Linked DNA regions of Mus musculus: region 2 is linked to region 1. A link is a contact called in public Hi-C data. All regions are on one chromosome and are shown on one strand. Each heading gives the region's core, a stretch centred on a gene start, on an enhancer-like site or on the middle of the called end of the contact. The rest is flanking DNA. Distances are from core to core; before and after follow the strand shown.

What was found. Hi-C and Micro-C count contacts between places; a contact is called where the count stands out from the background.
Region 2: a Hi-C map of the N1E-115 cell line shows a contact between it and region 1, with 5 times the contacts expected there. The contact joins the promoter of 1700019L22Rik here to the enhancer-like site in region 1. A contact is called at or near these places in 5 of 484 Hi-C or Micro-C datasets (the N1E-115 cell line, cerebellar granule neurons, gonadal supporting cells and 1 more) and 10 of 115 datasets of contacts at active chromatin or transcription factors (SST interneurons, astrocytes, craniofacial prominence and 7 more).

The regions. Positions count from the first base shown.
Region 1 is chr8:50,291,935-50,295,225 of GRCm38.p6, forward strand. All of the region lies in intron 5 of 1700019L22Rik (a long non-coding RNA gene), which reads right to left. Among named protein-coding and RNA genes, the nearest start is that of Gm2516, 75 kb to the right of the region's middle. Within about 2 kb of position 1,782, at least 4 of the 459 cell types and tissues checked have an H3K27ac peak or open chromatin away from gene starts, as enhancers often do. A contact at or near this core is called in the N1E-115 cell line, where this site is marked.
Region 2 is chr8:50,915,639-50,918,929 of GRCm38.p6, forward strand. It overlaps 1700019L22Rik (a long non-coding RNA gene), which reads right to left and starts at 1,795. Exons shown (of 7, transcript XR_003947392.1): 1 at 227-1,795.

The DNA of each region.
Region 1 (3,291 bases), core at 532-3,031:
CTAACCAGAATTCCCCAGGACTTAAATGAACTGTTCTCTAGGGATAAGCCATGCGTGCTGCTGTGTACATTGTACTTTGTAAAGTCAGTAAGACTCAGAAAGGCAGAGCTGGTGTGACTAGAACCAAACTTCATGTCTGTAGAGGGAACCTGGGGTCTGCTAACCAATGAACTTTGTGACAGAGGTCCCCTTCTTTTTCCAAACTGCCCGTGTCTTCTTAAGATGCTCGATAATGCTCAATGCAAAAGCTGACAAACCAATCTTACTGATTAGAGAAATATAAGGAATACTTAGACGAAGCCCATCTAAACCGTTAATAGGTAAGAGGGGTTAAAATATGTCACAATTAAAATAACAGCATGTCAATTTCAGAATATGTCTGAGGTCTTTATTTTCGGCCACCAGGGGGCAGTGTCAGCAAGGAGGAAGCCAAAGAAAATCAAACAAGTTCTTTTCTATGGAGACCATAGGAGGCTGCTTTTTTCTCCCTCATCGCCACTCCCTGCCTAAGAAAATAAATTAAGGAAAAGAAAACAACAACAACAACAAAAAAACTAGAAGAGGCGAGAAATAAAATCACCCAAAGTGTAAAATCTGGTAAACGGAGACTGAAGAAACAAAGAAAAAACTGAGTTTTCCCAGGGTGAATGCTTGCTTTGCTGGGTTGACCCATGTGTTTTCCTGGGATGCTGAGAGTCTAGCCAGTGCCGAGGAATGCCATTCTAGATTTCTCTCACTGTCTTTCTGTTAAGTTTTGCTTATCTGTGAATTAGAAGAGAGCACAAAGAAGGACCTGTCTGTGATCAGGTATGTGAGGAACTAGGGCAGGCAGCAGATTTTCCAATACTCCATCCTACTGGGACACACAGAAGGGAGCAAGGAATCTACCCCGGAGTGCTCTTGACCAGCTGCCCAGACAAACGACGCAAGAACAACACACAAATCAAGTTCAGACAGACGCTGCATATCTACTCGGGACTGCTTTCACTGTATGTTAGCACGGGGGAGGCTGATGAGATGCAGTCAATAGTTATATTGAATACTTTTTAAATTCTCGGTTACTGATTTTATTTGCTGTGTGTCTAAAAAATGATAAATAAATAGGGTCTGAAACAAGGAAATATGACAAAAATATATGAAAGGGGGATGCCACGATGTTCTTGTGGAATCCAAGACGATACCCTATCCTTAAGCTGGTTTTAGATGAAACTCTATGAAAATCTCCATTATTTTCAGAACCACGCTAAAAATGTAAGCGTAGGCAATATGTTCTTACAAGCACCATTAGATCTGGGAAGTCTCAATGCAGACAATATTCTGAAAAACTCCATTAGATAATTCACATAGAGCTGTCCTTGAGGAAGCTCAAATGTTTGAATTATATGTGACCATTTAAAATCATGTTTTCCTCTTGAAAATTCCAGAGACAGAGTGAAGATTATTATGAACTAAGAATGAATTTTAAAGCAATAACATCCCAAGCTTTGCTTTTTTTCCCCCATGTTCTCGTCAAATATTTGCATACTGGTCATTCTAAATAAAAATAATTAGTTGAAGAACTACAAGGTACTTGGAGTATTTTGTTGAAAATTTATTCAAGCATGTTCTTTGAAAATGAAAGCAAACAGAAATGGGTGCTTCATAAAACCCGACGTGCAGAGTATGACATTCAAGTACAAATAGGCTTGTCCTTTGAATAAAGAACACATGAATACGAGGAAACCTAGAGTACTTAGAATCCTAACACAGCCACCACTAGTCTTCAAAGGCGCATGAATAATCATAAGTATGTAACTCCACTGCCACCTAGTGGTGCAAAAAATTAGCTTTCCAGTAAAGATGAATGCTTTGTATACAAGTCAGTGGCAAACAGAGAGTTCTACAGCAGATGGCTGAAGAGGCTCAATAGGAACAATAATCTCTCTTCTCCTATAGATCCTTCCACCAAAACTTCATGATTCCATTGATAAAAATACTAGGCTGTCTGCAGACACGCTCTGCTGGTTTAGCACCCCAGGCAAAACGGACGTAAACGAGCTCCATTTGTATGAGTACAAAATATTACAGTTTCCTACTGCCTTGAAGACATGTCTTTTAAAATGAAGTCTGCTTAAGATTTAAATCTCTATCTCACGTCTCTATTGGAAAACAAAAACAAAGACCACTATCTCTTGGAGGATCTATCAAGAGCATCTTTCTTACCCTGAACTGGCAGCACTCTAGGAACGAAATTGTCCAACTAGTGATCAATCCAGGATGCAAACTGTTGGAACGAGCTCCTCTCTAATATTGACATCTCGATTACTGGCCGTGATGATGCCAGATTATGTCTGCAGATTAAGGTCATCTTAAAGGTCTCGGGAAGAAGAAAATGTCTTAGGGGGCACAGGATTCTTCTTTTTGAGAGGGTTAAAAGAACCATTGCTATTTACTCGGGGTAGGTTTGCTTTTCAGGGTGTTGTTATTACAGCAGGCACTAAACCACAGGTGGAGAGAGGCTCAAACAAAATTTCAAGGGAAATAAGCACAAGAGAAAAATAAATAGCAGACACAGAGTTCCCAGCGTCTGCTGTGAACTTAAGAACCAATTCTGATGGTCCATCTTTGAGTGTGTTTTAAGCAGTCACAGAAGTCATTTTCTTCCTGCCAAATGCAGAATTATACACTATGACAGCATTCACCAGAATGGCAGATAATATATCTTGAATACTCGAGTTCAAGAGAGTGCTTTAGAAACACACCAATATTTAAAGGCCAAAGAAATCTCTAATTAACACGTAACATCTCCTGGTTGTGATGCTGACGATACTAAGCATCGTTTCATCCCTTATATTTTGTCAGGAGTCAGACATGCTGTACAAGTGTGAAGTGTAATGGCTAACTTTATTAAGGATGTTCCCAGGCCAGAGGTGGAAGGGAAGAACATCAGGCAGGGGACATCTACTGTCCGGCTCCCCTCCTCCCCACAGCTCAGGGTTCACTTCATCCTACACCATTGCAGGAAGCCAAGTGCATCTGTCAGTTTTCCAGGAGATAGTTGATCATCTCAACAGTCTCAAATTAAAATTCACACGACCGACTAGAGTAGAAAACAGCATTCCAAAGCGGTGAGGGTTCTGATGGCCACCATCTCACTACACTAGTTTAACAGACAGTTTAGCAACATCTACTCAACAACAACAACAAAAGATCATGACATCCATGAAGTTAAAGGTTTTCATAACAATGGGCAATTAGTTAAATGTCACACATGGAAGCCAAACAGCAATTTGTAGATTTCTGTGACTCCAG
Region 2 (3,291 bases), core at 545-3,044, 620 kb after region 1:
CAGTCTTCATTCAGATGGCAAGAACCGCTTGCAACATAAACTGCCCCCACTCGGTTCATATCAGCAAATTTACCAGCGTGAGCAGTCTCCGCTGCCACCAGCTAGTGTGAAGGTGGAGGTAAAGTTTGACGAACGGTGACCACCCCTGGCAGAGAAAGCATCTAGACAGCTACCTACACACGCGGGCTGGGTGAGAGTAGATTCCTGTAGGAAAAGTGTCACGTACCTTTTTCTGGTTGCCAGGGTGCTAGCCCAGGACCCCGAGAGTCTGCGATCTGTTGGGGCGAGCGTCCAGCCCTGGTCGTGGGGCTCCTTCCCAGGTTGACCGGAGACGCTGCTGCCGCTGCGCCCGGGCACCGGGCCGAGCAGCCTGCGACTCGCCAAGGGCGCCGGGCACTGCCAGTCACTTGGCCCAGAGAAGTTGGGCAGAGCCTCTGTGGCGAGCCTCGGCCACCCGGGAGAGCAACACGTTTAGTTTGAACTTTCCAGCTCCAGTCCCAGCGAATACACACTCACGCACACACACGCGCGCGCCGAGAGCCTGTCACAGGCGAGCGGACTGGCACCGGTGGCTCTCTGGCCGCGTCTTTCTCTCTCCCTCGCTCTTATTGGCGCGGAGGTTATTGTTTTATTTATTTATTTCCTCCTCTTGGCTCCATCCCCCCGCCCCGCATCTCCCGCCCTGCCTTCGCCCCCTCCCTCTCCTCCCCACTAAGTGTCTCTGAGCCCAGCGGTGGCTGTCGCTCCAGCTGCGGCGATGAGGGCTTGCTGGCAGGTCCTCCCCCCTTGTGCAGGCGCGGGGACCCAGGCGCCCTGGGAGGGCGGGGCACCAGGAGGGAGAGGACACCCAGGGGGCTCTGCTTGCTGTGGAGGAGGCGCCCAGTGTCAGTGGAGGTGAGGGGACTTCTCTTCGGATTCCCCGGGACAGTCCTGATGGAGCTCCACTGGCGAAAAGGGAGAAGCTGGTGATCGCTGCGCAGAGACTCTCAGCCCTGGTGGTGGATGCGCCTGAACAGCTACTGCCTCTGTGAGTGCAGATGCACCGGCTCCAGCAAGGAGCAGGAGACCGGGCTCATTCACCAGTGGCTGGGCTGCTATCCTCCTCCAGGGCGTCCCCAGACCCCAGCGGGTTGCTCCTGTTACCCAGCGGGCTTTTAGCCTCAGGCAATAGGAGTGTGGTCATTTTTTGTAAATGGTGGTTCAAGTGTATGTAGTTAGGCTTCTACACTTCCTTGCCTGTCTCTTCTCTTACTCGGGAAAGGTGCCTTCCACTCTCAGGTGCAGCACCCATCCTTGGGATGGCCTAACCCTTCAGCGTCCGGGCTCAGCCTGGGACTCCAACATTCCATTCCAAAGGGTCCCACAAGATTTGATCCGGAGTGCAATATCTTTGGGGCTATCTTTGGCCTCCAAACTGAGCTCTTAAATGGCAATTGACCGCAGGTGCCATGGTCTTTCAGTCACAGCCTAACCTTTTCCAAACCTGCAGAAGAGATGACCTTAAAGCCAGCTGCCCTCCCCCATTCCTCCACAATCTGATAGCTGTTCTCCACCAAGAAACCCATTTGGGCTCAAGGAAATCCTGCCGTTCGCCAGGAATACTCCACTGCCCAGCGGCTTTTCCACCGTAAATCTCTGCCAGGGATCCCCAAAAGAGGAGGGAGGAGGAATCAAAATGAAATAAATCTAGACCGCATCATGATAAATAAGCAGCGGATAAACTATGCACCATCCCAAAGGATGCGATGCAAATTCTGCCTCCTGGCTTTGGAAGCAGGATTCCTTTCCTCAGCGTTTTGCCCTCGGAAGCGCCAACAATGTTTTATGAATTCTCTTTTTGTAAAAGCACTCGTTTAATACTGGAGTGCTTACAAGGATCTTTTATTATATGTATATATTGTCCCGGTGTGTTCATTTGTTTTATATTATACCCAATTATTTCTCCCAACTTTATGAAATTTTCTGGTTTGATATTTACTCATTGTCGTTTTCAATATTTACCAAGAAATTCCCTATTAATATACAAATACCCCTTAAGGAATTGGTATATTTTTCCACTTTACATTCTCATTGACATCCCAAGTAAGCCCCCCAGAGGTCAGTTGAGGAACAGGTGAGGACTGACATGGGGGACAGAAAATAGTGCGTCTTCTTTCTGCAGATTACAATTGCTCACTTTCAAAATGTGCAGTTATCATTTGCAAAGAATAGTGACAACGTCTGAACTTCCAGGCCTTAGGAAACACCAGATAACAGGGCGAAGGGGCCACAGATATTTAAGTCCTTTCTAGTACATGGTTGGGCACAGATATCAGCAAAGAAAAGCCACGCAGTACATCACTGCTCCTGAGTGATGAACACAACACGAATGTTAGTCACTTCGGAGAGCATGTCTTCCCGTGACACAGTGATTTCTTTACGCGAAATTAGCATGGACCATATATTATTTTAAGCCCAAAAGATTGGAAGAGCATACATGTGCTATGCCTTCAACAGACAAACAGATGCTAGTATGTTAGAGGGCTCTCTAACACTAGCAGTTTGAAGTTTACATGCAGATTCATATAAACACATATAGCGCCTCTCTGGAGCTCATCCTAATCCCATATCCATATCTTCTGCACTGCATCTGAATGGTATTTTTTTTCCCTATGTGAGTTTGGTCTTTCATAACATTTGTTTCAGTGTGCTTCTATTTAGCTTTATCCAAAGGGGCAGATGTTTACTGGGACTTAAATTACACACAATGATGCTATAATAAGCTCAAAAACAAATTTGACATTGAAAATGATGTTAATTAGGAAACAAATAAAAAGTAATTGTTTTGTTATCTTGAAAAAGTGATTGAACACTATCCATGGATATTAGCACTGAGTTTGGTGGTACACACCTGTAACCTCAGCACTGAAGAGGGTAGAGGCTCACAAGTTCTGGACTAGCATGGACTACATATAGAAAAGACATTCAAAAGAGCCTCCCAATAGACACTTTCATTGTGTCTATAACTGTATTCACAATCTAATTCAAATGCATTTAAATGTGTGAACTACCATTACAAATACATTAAGGATATATTTTATTCATTAAGGGTTACTGAATTTATTAATTACCACATAGATATTGGAGAATACCTTAATATATTAACAGGGTATTTTAGGAAACTCCAAAATAAACTCTTGGAAAAGAGTATACAGCTGCATAACTTCATCAACTTGCTTAATATTCAATATATATATATATGTTCCCTCTTTTTATTTAATCTTTATTCTTTTTACACTCCAGATTTTATTC